2 separate regions of the Anser cygnoides genome follow, and region 1 is linked to region 2. A link is a contact called in public Hi-C data. All regions are on one chromosome and are shown on one strand. The core of a region is the stretch at or near the end of the contact, and the rest is flanking DNA. Distances in the headings are between cores, read along the strand shown. Region 1 has its middle 6.3 kb from the start of NAALADL2. Region 2 overlaps NAALADL2 (N-acetylated alpha-linked acidic dipeptidase like 2).

What was found. Hi-C and Micro-C count contacts between places; a contact is called where the count stands out from the background.
Region 1: a contact with region 2 is called in a Hi-C map of liver, with 2.1 times the contacts expected there. The contact joins two enhancer-like sites. A contact is called at or near these places in 2 of 7 Hi-C or Micro-C datasets (both in liver).

The regions. Positions count from the first base shown.
Region 1 is chr9:20,874,441-20,881,264 of Taihu_goose_T2T_genome, reverse strand. No RefSeq gene overlaps it. Among named protein-coding and RNA genes, the nearest start is that of NAALADL2, 6.3 kb to the right of the region's middle. Within about 2 kb of position 2,209, at least 2 of the 3 cell types and tissues checked have open chromatin away from gene starts, as enhancers often do. A contact at or near this core is called in liver, where this site is marked.
Region 2 is chr9:20,745,227-20,752,588 of Taihu_goose_T2T_genome, reverse strand. The region is part of intron 2 of NAALADL2 (N-acetylated alpha-linked acidic dipeptidase like 2); the gene reads left to right. Among named protein-coding and RNA genes, the nearest start is that of NAALADL2, 120 kb to the left of the region's middle. Within about 2 kb of position 1,983, at least 1 of the 3 cell types and tissues checked has open chromatin away from gene starts, as enhancers often do. A contact at or near this core is called in liver, where this site is marked.

The DNA of each region.
Region 1 (6,824 bases), core at 960-3,459, 130 kb before region 2:
CCCATGCTGTGTGTTGCAATCAGGTTAACTGATAAAAACAAAACAACAAGAACAAACCAGATAAAACTGATAGCAATATTTGCTCTTCATTGAGGTCAAAGGGGTGTAAAAGCTGACAGTTATTGATGGCTTCATTGACTATGAAACTACTAAACATTATCCATTTAGGGGAGAGATCAATATGAAAAGCATCAGCTAATGGGGGACTACCTGTGGTGCTATCACCGGGTGTATGCCCATCCTGTTGATCTGCAAGGCTACTGTAAAACTGGTTTCTCAAAAAGAACAGAGGTCAAAGCTAGAAAACTCTGAATTTTAGAGAACAGCTGTGCACATTCATGAGACTCATTGACTCTGGTATCTTCCAGGAACTCTTTATTTACTTAAAGAATTTCATGGAATTTGCCATTCAGTTAACCTTTACACTACGTACAGCAGACTTTGGTTTACAGTAGAACTGTTTGGATTAAGGATTGGTACAACTACGTTTGTTTCACATCTGTGGTCTTATGTACTAAGGAAATAGAGTCAGCAAATTAAATCTTCGTAAATCTTTAAGAAAAAAGAAATATGTGTTTAAAATTTTACTCAATTTTGGTTTGCTGCTGACATTCACTTGCAGATGTTACAGCAGACCTGCTGTGTTTTTGCCATAAACCAGGCGACAGCGGCTGGAGCATTCCAGTGCTCATTTCCAAAGTTGAGCATGTGTAGCTACTTCGTCAGCCTCATCATTCCTGTGGTCTGTGATCAGTCCATAATCCCTCAGGTAGGTGACAAATTTATTTCCTGAATGTTCCTCCTGGGTCTATGTTGCTATGGTCAGAGCCTTTTTATGGGCATAGAAAAATTATTGTATTATAAACAGCTGAACGTGGAATTTGCAAACTGCAAATCTTTGGCACCCTCTATAGTGAACTACATAGGACAGGCTGCATCTCTCCCAGAATGTGAAATCATTTTTAAGACGAGATCAACTAGAGATAGTCGCATAGAAGAAAAGTCTTAAAGTCAGAGAAAGAAATGCTAAAATAATTTCACCATTCATATCAAAAATAGCTATTTTTCAATTTTCATATTTCCTCTAGTCAAATTTAGCAGTATCTTTAATCTACAGAAAAATCATATATAATTTTGTCAATTATTGACAAATTCTATTGCAGTTATTCTGAATGCAACAGTTTTACTTCATATGTCTACAACAAGTAAAAAGGAAAGAGAATGGCAATGAAATACTGTGTTCTGTAATCTCAGCACGGACCAAATACCATATACAAACCAGAGATGCCTACTCACAAGATTAATCCTCCAACATCTACAAGCTCTTTCAGCTGCAACATGAACAAGCAGCAAGCTCAGACTCAGATCTGCTTTGAATTACTTTGGCAGCAACAGCCCTACGTGTTCATGCTCCAAAATGTGGTGTCCCTGCAATGTGATGGTACATCTGAACTGGGAAGGGGAGGTGAGTGGATGTGGTACCTGACTTCTTTCACTGCCATGCAACCACCTGTGGATGATGGGCAGAGGCAGAATGGCACAAACCCATTTTGTTAGTGCCAGCAATGCCACTCTTGCTTCTTTACTAGATTGCTCTTGTTTTCCTTTGAGAGCGGTTTGTAACAGTATGAGCTTGTACCCAATTAGGTAAGAGTTAAAAACAGCAATTAAAAATACTAACATTTAATTTTAGAAAGTGGGGGCAGACTGGAATAATCCAGAGCAGACAGCAGGGTCAACAACAGACATGGTCTGTAAATTGACTCTGTCTGGAGTGAGCAAACTAGGTAACTGCTGATTAGGCAGGTCTTGTGATGTGCCTTTTGTGAAAACAAATTCAAGCTGCAGCCTTCCATACACAGTACGGCTGATGACGGGTTGTTACTTAAAGGTCTGGGAAAGCAGCTTTCAGATCCTGAGCCTGTCAGAAAAAAAACACAGCATGAGGGGACACAAATAATGAAAACAAATGTACACAGAGAACTGGACGGATAACACCAGTGCAGAGGTCAACAGTGTGATATGCCCTGAAATGTATTGCAGGAAACTGCAAAGTCAAAGCTGACCCAGGACACCAAAATAGTTTCCATGTGTTTATTACTTGCTGTGCTTGGGCCCCGATGGGGCAAACAGTATCGGTTATGTTTTTCTTTCCCCATGCAGGGTGTCATGGTTTTAAGATGCTTCCTATTGCTGGAGAAAGACTGTAAAATTGCACTGACAGGTACAGGTGGTTGGAGAGGGGAGGAAAAAAAAAAAAGGCAGCAGCTAATGATGGCCATGCTAGGGGAGGTTGGAGTGCAATGACAAATGTCATGGCCAGCTGGAGCAGTGCTGATGTGCAAAGCACAGGTCAGCACCAGCGATCACCATGGTGGTGCTGGGGGTTTCAGCTATTCCTGTATACCTTTGTGACTACAGGACCTTTTCCTTTTAATTCAGCATGAAGATAGTTTTCAGACAGCGCTTAATGAATCACTTCCCTTACAAATGAGTAGCAGGAAACATCCTCTAATCAACAGAACCCTCTCATTGATGTTTTCTTTTTTTTTTTCCCCACAGGTGTTTAAAAAAAGTCTTATTTCCAGCTGTCACATTTGCACAACTCACAAAATAGCTGAGAAATCAGAAGCAATCTTATGGATTTCTAGTCAGACCTTTCTGACTGGAAGATGGGACTGAGTAAAGAAAGGTAATAAAAGGGGAGCACTTGGCTGATTTACTTCTTGTGAGTGTGAGGCCTCAGACTGGCACGAGGAATAACTCTTGTTGTTGTTTTTTTAACAGCAATAATTCTGGTGTACTCAGAGTGAAGTAGTTACTTTTTTTCAAAAAAAAAAAATCACAAAGAATAAAACCTGTAGGCAAATCTACTATAATTATTACTTGACTCACTCTGCAAAAGGCAGCTGCTGTAATTTTACATGCACTTCCAGCATCAGCTGCTGGTCTAATGAGCTTTGGAAGACCAGCTCTGCCAGCCTGACAGCTCCAAGAAATACAGAAGCGTGGAAAAAGTGGCATTGATGTTTCAATAAGTGATATTATTTCCTCTAAGTCAGCATGAACAAAATGCCATGGAAGAGTGTTGGAGGATCTAAGAGGCACCACTTTTAAATAAGACTTAAAACTGGGACTCACCTTCTCACTGGAAGTGAGACACTATCCAGTGCACAGATGATAAATACCTGTACGTGGTCATAGACCTGAAGGAATCCAGACTCACAGTGGGAAAATACACAGAAGCATTTTGGTTGTTTGCCATATGTGGGAACTTAATAAACACTACTGGATATTTCTGCATGGCACAAACTAGTTCCAAATAAAGTAATTCAGATCTCTTAAATAGGACTTCTGTTGTAGCACTGGACCTTCATCCAGAGAAGTTCTCTGCAGGCTGCTGCTCCAGTGCAGAGTAAGGTTTGTGTCTTCGTAACATTGTGCCCCAAAGTCATGGCTCTTGTCACCTTTGTGGTTAAGCCTCTAGCCCAGATGTAACTTCTGGTGGTCTGGGTGTCTTGCTGCCAGCAGCTGAGTCCTAGAAAAATGTTCATATTCCAGATTAGACAGGGAGGAATCATAGGTTGGAATTAAATCTGCGTTTCCCATTTGGCTTTGTTCTGATCCACAATTGTTCTCACAGTACAGTTAAAAATAAAATGACCTCTTTCTTTTTCTAACTGCTGTCAAAATTGTCATTCCCCACCAGATGCCCTAACTTCCAACTGCTCCCCGCTGGTACTGCTGCCCCTGTTGTCTCTCAGTCCAAAGAGCTTCTGAACAAGAGACATGCTTTTATGGAGCCTGGCAAAGCTTCAGAAGGGAAAAGGAAAAATCAATACAGCTTCAAAGCAAAGTCTTTGCTTCAGTGAATATGACATTTGCCCTTTCTTCACTAGTGGGAAAAACAACAAGGACACTTACGCCAGCAATGGAAATAGAATGAATGACAACAGAGCGACCTTCCAGGTTTAACTTGTAAAGGGAAATGTCTTTATAGTCATTGTCCCTATTTGGTGACATCAAAAGCAGGTGTAGGGTATTAGGTGGTGCAGTCTTAGAATGAAGGGGAAAGTAACACAAAGTCAAAGAGGAGAGTTGAAGGAATTTGGAACAAGTAATAATGGACTCAGCTGAAAAGATGGAGAATAAAAGACAGAATAAAGGTGAAGTCCATTGCTGCACAATCAAATCAACTACAAAATGTCACCTGCAAATGTGGGCCACAATATTAAAAGGACTTTCCAGTAAGTTTTACACCATTTCAACAGCTTCACAGCTACTGAAAATGACCACAGTTTCAGTTTGCCAATGAATGGCTTCTCACTAAGGCTGAAGCAGGTCAGAAATTTTCCAAGAGAAGTTGCAAATACCAATTAAATAAATGAATGTTTCTACAAAATCAAAATAACTTTGAAAAGCCCTCAGTGATGTTTTTGGAGGGTTTACAAAAATGTCAAATAAATGTAAACCTTACAACTCTGCTTCAATTCATTTTCATATTCAAGTTTTCATTAATTTAATTCCTGTTTAATTCTGACTTTTTGTTTATAGTTCTTTTTGTTTCAAAACTAGATGCTTGTTACAGGTCCCTAATTTCATTCTTCTTTGACTATGCCACTTCTTAGTTAGTTTTCCAAGTTGTTTTGTTTTGATGTTTCTACTTCTGTGTCATTTTTTTCACATGCAACTTTGTGGACCTCTTTTTTTTAGAATAAAATGCATTGTTCCAATAGGCTCTGTGTAATTGTTTGAAAATACTCTTTTGTTACATTAAAAAAAGCATTTTCCTTATGTGAAGCCATGCAAGCAGCTGCAGCTGCCCCCGGCAGTGGATAATTCACAGCACCTACCTTCCCCCGCTGAGAGGGGATGCTGGGTCAGATGCTGTTGTTGCAGTCATGTAATGGAGCAGACTTCATCCCTGGTGAATCAAATAGCACGACTTCTGAGGAGCACACTCGTAGTGTAGCAGGACAGTCATGTACTCATACTCTGACCCCTGTACTTGTGCTGGGTGAGAGTTCTGCAGCTACAAGAATCAATAAAAATGTATTGATTTCTCCGCACTGTCATAAAGCTTGTCTGCTCTTATCTGCAGTTTGCAAGCTGAAAAAGAAGACTGTAAAACTACAATTGTCTTAGACTTTCTCTCTTTTTATCACCCCCATTCTGTGCTCCTTACACCAGAGACCAAGATCTGTTTCTGACAAAGCCACCCGGCCAGGGAGCCATAGCCCCACTTGCTGTATCACAGCATCCTACTCTTCTAACACTGTTTGGGAAAATAGCTGCTTTTGAAGCTTTCTAAGTAAGAAGTGTAGGTGGGATAGCCCCAAAGAGTAAAGGTGAGTGACTTATCTGGGGCTTAACTCATCCCTCTACATGCAAGAAATGGTAGTCAAGGACATGTAAAAATGTGATTGAAGAGCTTGGTGTCTCTCTGGGTATTCCAGATTCACATAAAGGTGTTTGTTTTTTTTTTTTTCTGGATCATTTCAGCTCCCTTCGCAACTGTTTGATGTTTTCTGTTCTAGGAAGAAGGTAGGTAGGCACCTGAAGAAAATAGGAATGTCCTCCATTGTTGAAAGCTGTCTCAGTTTTAAAAATGAAGTGGGAGAAGGGTAAAGTAGTATTTTCAATATTTAATTTCATAGCAACTGTCACCTAAAGCCATACATGTCAAAAAATGAATAGGCAGATGTCTGCCTTTGGTAGTCGTGCAGATTATTTGGGAAGCTTGGCTTCAAACTTCTGGGCATGGATGCAACTGTTTGTCAGCCAAGTAGTCAGTCTTGGTTAAATCCCAAAGTCCTCATAAAACACCCACAGCACAGCCACAGAGCAAACAGGTCAGGAAAGATTCACCCAGAAGACAAAGCCACAAGACCCTTACACACTGTAGAGCACAGTTTGATGAGTCCTATTATTTCATTGGCTAGGTCAACACTGTCACTAAATAACTATATTAGAGTGCTGCAAAACAACAAAAAATGTGAACAGAAGCAAAGTATCTTACAGCATTTAAAAGCATCAGCTTTGGATGCTTTTGTTTCTGTGGAGAATGAGGACTTTGACATTCAGCTATTCCTATTGATAAGGTCCCCAGCTGCACTCATTTCGATAAAAATATGTGCAGTATGGCAGATAAAGCTGTAATGAGCGATAGATATATGTGACCACTGGTTGAATGACCAACTGCATACATATCATTATCAATATTTAAATTGTGTGTTACTGAGGGTAACATAGTTGTGGCACATAATACTAGTAGCCGCTGCTTTCTTCTCTATCAGCTAAAGGGCAAGAGAAACCTGCTAATAAATAGGAAAACACTGTGTGGTTTGTCTGCCCCACTGCCATTTGTGACTTTCCCTGCACTGCTGGCTTCAAGCACATCATTTTAAGAATACGACATTATAAATTTACACTGTTGGGGCTATTGCAAGCAGGATGTTGAGACAGGCCCACGTGCACTGTTTGTGATTAGTGGAGTCTGCAGCTGATAACACGGAGAAGGAAAAACCTTAGATCTGAGCCATTGCCTTGCAACAGAATAGGACAACATAGCCTTTACATGAAGATATACATGCAAGCCAATATATACTTTGGGTTTTGGGTAGCCTTTTCAAATACGTTTATTCAAAGGAAAAAAAAATACAATTCTTCCTAAATAAACATATATAAACTCACATCTCTTCCCTCCCTTCCTCCCAGGCAGAAATCTGTAGTCCACAGATCACCGAGTCATGTTGAAGTACAGAAAATATAGCCCAATCAAGCCAGTAAAACAACCCAGATTTTAGAGATGAAGGTCTCTAAAT
Region 2 (7,362 bases), core at 734-3,233:
GAATTGCTCCCTCATAAGGGCATCTGCCAGCTGCGTGTTGATGCTTGAACCCTTCCGGCTGACCTTACTCTGCACAGCCTCGATCAAAAGGGATAGCACAATATCGTTGAGGCTTGCAGGCATCTGAGGTGGCCAAAGTGACAGGTTGCACTCCAGCAGGTAAACGGTAGCCTATTAAGAGCACACAGAGACAGAATGTGTCGTGTGAGAGGCAAGTGTTTTGTTGGCCTGAGCTTCAGCGGGGAAGACAGCTGGGGCTGTTTCAAGGACAGGGGGGCAGTGATGCGGTTTCTGAAGGCTTTCTGTGGCAAGTTCTGGCTTCTTGGCGTAAATATCTTGATGTAAGGCTAAATGCTTAAATCAAAAGATGCAGATGCATTCTTTGTGGAGCAGGACTAAAGGTGGAGTCTGACTGCAGAGGCCTCAGTAAAAAATAAAGACAAAAATTTGGCTTCTCTGAAGAACCCCAGTACTACTTGAATAATATTTTTTCTGTTTTCATTTAAAAAAAAAAAAGTATATATTTTTTTTTAACTGGGGAAAATCCATTTAAATACTTTTTTCTCTAAAAACTTCAAAGAGTTTGCGAACCTAAAGCTGCCTTGACTTTCTTTCTTCAGCAGTTACCCTCTAGCCATTTAAATTTGGCCTTGTACTCCAAAAAAAAGTTTTGGATACGTTGAGCCATTTATTTTAGTGACAAAAGGAAGCTTAATTCCTTGAAAAACGTAAGCTCGAGTTTTTAGGTACTGTGCATGGTTTCTGGCTGGCAGGTCAGATTTGTACTGCTGCCATATGCAGCAACTTAAAATTCACGTTGGTGTCACTGCAGTTACTACAATGAAGCCACCACGCCAGGAGACTATTAACTTTCAGTTAATGATAACAGAAAATGTTTTATAATAAACCATGAAATAACCTAAACATCTGTAAGAGGTGTAAAAAATTTACATTAAAATGCAATTAGCTTTTCCTTTATTTGACTCTTATTAACAAAATTGTTAAGAATTTTTTTAACATGAAAGACTTGCTTTGGAGGGAATTTGTCTTTTCTCTTTGCTCTAACAGTAGATGATGAAATTTTCTGGTGCCTACATGTAGGGAGATAAGCTCTTCTGGTAGGGTAAAAAGCTGTAGCTTGCACTTGTTAAAACTAGGTGCAGAGTTGTACTTGAAAGACTTGAAGCTACATGTGGGCTAAGACAGAAAAGAACTGATTTCAATTTTTGGTTGAGTAACAGATTTTCTCTATGGGTTTGCTAAACCCCTTGGCTTGGTTTGTGCAAGTCGTTTGTTTCACACTTCACCTTAGACTCTCATTTGAGATACTCAGATTATACTGCCTGAGCTCTGCAGACATTGTGAGGTTAACATCCGTCAGTAAATCATGAAATGCCTTTGCCTTAGCAAAGGTGGTAAGGACTACTTACAGGTATTTCTGTGGTTTTAAATTGCTCATTTCTAGCAGTAGAAGTGTTCAAGTTAAAAAGTGGGGGAAAAAAAAAAAACAACCTTCCAGAGTTTTATTAAGAAGTGAGGTTAGAACATGCTGAGCTATTAAAAATCAAGAGAAAGAATACAGCTCTTACCACAAAGGGTGGGAACTGAAAGGTTGGAAGAGAAAAAAAGAACAAAATTAAGGTGATAGTTTGTTCAGTAACCATTTCTGCAGTTCTGGTCAGTTAGGAAAGCTGGCAGCATCACTCAGCTTCATTTGCATTGATGGCGAAAGGGTATGGAAACCTTAAATCAAGGAGTAAGTTTCCACCTTCCTGAGGATGTTTCTTGTTTCAAGACAGATTTTTCAAACAACTAATTGGCTGTCCATCTGAAGTGCTGTAGGCACTGCACTAATAAGTGTTATAAAACAGGTCTAAATGCAAGTCTTGATGTAATTATTCTCATTACCTCCTTCCTTTGTCATGCAGAAGATCCAGGACAGGCCTCCGGGTGAAGGAGGGAGTAGTTACTTCAATGCAATGCTCTCTACAGCAGTTAAGTGAACATTGTTCCTTTTTTTCCCTCGTGCTGTAAAGCTCCATTTCAAACTGAGCTTCTCTAAGCTCTCTGCAGAGATGATCTAGAAGCAAAGGGTTCCCTGTGTGTTATTTCAGTGTTGGTTCTGTTTATCTGCTAGCCCGTCCATTTTACATTAGTCAAATATTAACCAAAATACAAATAACCAGTTTCTTAAATGTGGAAACCGAGATTTGGCTTATAAATCCAATGTATCTTTTATTTTCTATGATATTGGTGCATTTTCAAAGGGGAGTATGTTGCATGAATGTCGTGCTGGCTCTGCTGAAGGTGGCTCGTCAGGTCATTGAAGGACATCACAAGGGTCTATAAACCAATCTTTCTTTTACCATTTCGGTCTTCAACTGGGGATTAGAAATTATGTATCTGTAGGTCATTGCAAAAGTTGCATGCTTTTACAAGCACAGGAGTTGATCTGCAACTTAAAATCCACCATGCTTGGAGGCTTTGTGGTAGGTACGTGGGTGTATGCACAAACAATCTGGTGATCTTGTTCTACGTACAGCCATTTTTCATAAAATCAGTGGCATGCAAAGCTCATTGTCTGGCTACCTTGGGTATATATTTCTATTTTGCTAAATTTTGCCCTTCCCACAGAGCATGACTGAGACAAACTGGAAGAGCAGCAAGGAAAGGCTGCACAGTGCCTTGATGTACCCGCTGTGGGGTTTTGCACGGTGCAGTGGTTCAAGTGTACATTGTTTGCACACTTAGCTTATTACTGAATTCGGCTTTAAAAAAAATGAAAGATTTGTTTTTCTTGCTTTTTAAATATGCTCTTCTAACCCCTGGAGTAAGCAATGCATTCACAGGCAATAATCCCGCTGGTTCTCCTGTCACCTAGCTTAGTCAAGATGCCTTTTTTGAACAGAGTTGGCGAAGGTGGTCGAGACGTTTTCTTCTAGAGATCTACCCAAAAGCAAGAGGGAAATCAAATCGAATCTAAAAAGAAAAGGAGTCTTAGTGTCAACATGTATGCTGCTTTAGGGTATTGTCGTCTTTGGTTTATTTCATGTAATGAGGAAGGCCTGTTGTAGCTTTATTTCTCTTTATTGCTTTGTCTGTAGTGCAGGCCGAAAGGAAATATTGCACTGAATTTAACGTGTGTCCCAGTTCTGCAGCGTGTACGATTCCTGCTGTGTTCATTGCTAAATGAGTGTAAGGGCCAATAAAAAATGTTTTTTTGTCTATTTCTGAAGTCAGCTGTTGGGTTTAAGAAATTTGGATTGTTTTTTCCTCCATTGGTGTCAGCTGCAGCTATTTGAACTGGATTGACTCTTAAAATGCAATTACAGCAAAATTGAAAGATGCGGGAAAGAAAAATTGCCTTCATATTTCAGAAGTGATTTTTAAAAATAAAATAACACTGTTTTCTATGGTCTCAGAAAAAGACTTTTTAAAAACTGAATCATAAACTTGGACTCAGATTTAATTTATTTAATTTTGTACCAGTCTGCTGTAAATGATCTGCCTTGGGGCCAAGTGAATAGGAGTTTTCTGTATGCTGGGGGCTTCGAATAGGACTTTTTTCACTAGAGAGTTAAGTGTATCAGGAAAAGAAACAAAACTGCTGATGAAGCAGGCTCAGTATATAGGTATTTGTCAGGTCTTAAAAGATGCAGTAACTTCATCTTGCAGCACATTTCTAGTTAAGTGAGTAATTTAGTTTTGAAGACAGACCTAATTCAAACCAAACTGGGACTTTTTGGTTTCTTTTTTTTTTTTTTCAGCTGTGAGAATCTGTGTCCTTGGCTACATTCAGATGTTTCATGTGCACAGCATCTGAGGGAAGACAGGTTTTAAGTGGAGGCGATGAGATACAGCTGGGATCTTTAGATTGCTTTTGCCCAGATGTGAAGTGGGCCCCTGAATCCACCTTCCAAACCTTTTTTCTGAATTTCAGTCCTATGCTTTCACAGATTAGAGGTATTATAAGTACAAACATACTTTTTTTTTTTTTAATAAATCACTTTATCCTTTTTGTCCTATGTATCATAGTTGTGGACTTGATTTGAATTCTTCCAAGATTAGAGATGTGAAATACATTCATATATTCCTGCATTTAATTTAATTTGTATATTTCTTCTTCAGAGTTAGGGGAAGGAGCACCCAGTTACCCATGTCTGGCTTTTGAGGAAAGCAAAGAAAAAAAATGTAGTGAAGTAGCCTCAGCTGTATCTATGCTGTGAGTTATCTTTGAACAGGTTATATTCACAGCTGGAACTTCTTGTGTGTGTGTTGGGGAGGAGTGGGGAAGGGAGGGAGAAATTATACTGTCTACTTCAATCATTACCTAAAAAAATAAATACATGCATACACACATAGTTCTGGAACATTCATTTGTAATAAGTAAATTACAGTTGATCATATACTAAAAAAAAAAATCCTTCTGTTGGTATGCTTTGGTTTGACAGACTGTTTTTAGGGCGCTTTTTTTTTCTTGTTTTCCGGTTTATGGTGTTTATAGGCTAAAAAGTTGTAATTGGCACTATTTTTCATTCTGCATTAGTTTTATTTTAGTGTTTGTTTCAGCAAGTTGGCTTGTTTGGTTCTTTGAATATGCACATCTGTTGTAAAGATGCAAAACTTAGAGGCATGATTGGTTACTGTAATAAGAGAAAATAAAAATCCTATATTCCATGAATAGAAGAGAAGCAGGATGCTTAGATGAGGTGTTCGAAAAGCAGTGTTTTAAACCAAACTGGATTGTTCAGTTATCATTTGTAAACCCTGTAACCGTGAGGCACTTCAGCCATTCTAAATTACTAGTGTATAAATGTTTAAATTATGCCAGGTATAGAGATAAACATTTTTATTATGATTCAGAATTTGAAGATCATCAGTAACTTCTTATTCTTCATAAAGTTCAATTTCATGCAAGAGTAACTGATGTTTTCAGATGCAGTCAGTGACACTGTGGCTTCAGCAAAGCTTCTAGGCGGTAAGGGAGAAGGAATAAGAGAAATAATTTTGAATAGTTTATGGTTGTTTTACTAAGGCTTTTGTGACAGCATTTCCCATATTGTGTTATTAAGCTTGAGCATTATATTAGTCACTTTATGTATCATAACTGTATAATTACTATATTTTGTATATCCTAGTTTGTTCCTGTTAGCTTTTAGTCTTAAATCGTTAAAGGCAGATTTTAAATTCAATGTGAATTAGAATATGTTTTTTCTTAATCAGGTCAGTCCTTGTAAAAGCACCTGTAGATTTTGACATCAGCCATTATTACAGTTTTCCTTTCTCGAAAACAGCATTTCTAAATAGTCTGTCTTTTTATAATTAATTAAGACGCAGTGAAGATGTGTTTTTAACTATTTTAACTTCTTTCCCATATTGAATCAAATTTCTAGTGAGTCTTAGTACTTTATAATTTACATTGTTGTCTGGCTTTCTTGCATTTAATCAGCAAGATTAAGCAGTTAATGTATGACAAGGAGTCTGTCAGGAATATGTATGGAGCGCTGACAGCTGGCAAGGTATGGAAATTCACTGGAAATGATGGCCTCAGTCCACTGGGGATTTCATCTCTTGTCAGAAACACAATGACTGGCATCTCGAAATCTTGAGGTATAAGATGCAGTAACCCAACTATGACGCGGGGCATTGTGCTTATCTAGCAAACCACCTGTTTTCTGTTTCGATTAGTATTCTGTTCTTATTTTGCTGTCTAGCAGTAACTGGCAGAAATATGTTTATTTTAGCAATGGTTTTCAAAAATGTCCTTTTTTTATATTGTTGGTTTACCTCTGCTATAGTAATAGAAGGCTGTGAGTTCAGTTGAATTGCTTTGCATGATTAACTGCAAAATAAAAGTTTTCAGCTAGTTTGGGGAAAAAAAAAAGCACTTCCATGTAAGAACTTACGACTTAACACCAAACTTGTAATTTTTTTCATGTAATAGCAAAAGTAGCAATGGTGAAATTCTGTACTCCCAATTTCCTTGCTGTGCTTATTGCCAAAGATGTTTAAACGTTGATAAGGGTTTATGTGTTAAAAAGTAAAATACAAACATAAATTTAAAATTAGGATTTTTTGGTAGAAGCCCAGAGACTATATTCATGTACTGAAGTTAGAGCGATGATTCAGCCTTCATCTGATCACAGTAATTAAATCCAAATATAAAACAATAACTAGTCATCTTGGAAAAAAATAATAATAATTTAAAAGATCTAGAAGAAACAACAATAAAGTGATTATTCTAAAAGTAAGGTTTTCCACCCTCTGTATGTATTTCTGATAAAGGATGGAATGCTTAATGAATGTGAGAAGACTTAACTTGTCTTTTTTTTTTTTTCACTGAAAATGATGATAACCATGATCTCTGTGTGATTGTACGTCATTAGCTGTCCAGTTTGGCTCTCATGTCTGCAAACTGTTCTAAATCATAAATATTTGGAGTAGTCTGAGGTTGCCAAGTTGTGCAATGCTACAACAAAGAAGACTTGGTAAGAGCTGCTAATCCTTGTGGTATTCTCCCTCCCCCTCAACCCCCTGTGATTTTAACTACTTCTCATCCAAAAACAAAGTCTTAGTTTTCAATTGGAAAATGAAATATTTTGGGGAAAAGACTATACTCAAATGATGAACTCTGTCCCTACTTGTTTGTTACCTGGTCCCTGCCTGTCACACCACAAATGAATAAAGAAATTTGAGTGGTTTCATCCACCTGGTTTACACCCTTCTAACCAATTCTTAGACAATGGTAAGATAGGAGGAAAAATAACTCCTCTCTGGTGTTGCACATATTCCACAAATAATTAAGGCTTAGCCTGTCATCATTTCTTCCAGTTTAATTTTGCAGCTGACAATATCAGGGCATAAAAACTGTGAAAGTTGTTTTTTCTTTTTTTGTCTTACTCTTACAGAAAGACTTGTTAATAGCAAATCCTCAACACTGTTACGAAGTTTGAAATGCATTAAGTCTCTCTGTTAGTGATGTTGTTGTGCCCTTTCAGTCCTAAATTTTGAGCCAATTTGGCTGTGTGTTGTGTTAGGAGGACGGAGGAAGAGCTATGAACTTCAGAACCCGATTATAAAAATGATTATTGTGCACTGCATGCATTAGGAACCATTAAACACTCATTAGGGCTCTGAAGTGTTAGTCATTAGGAGCCTGGCTGCAGTTGGCATACAACTTGTATCTTGCATGTTTTGCTTTGACACAATAACAACAGGGTAAATTAGGAATGGGAAGATCATAAGAGCAAAGAGGACAAAAATAGCAGTATTTTAAAATCCTTTTCTGGAGCAAAATGTTGTGGTTTTTTTCTTTTTTCTTTTTTTCTCTCCATGTTAAGAAACAGAAAGCTAATCCTACCA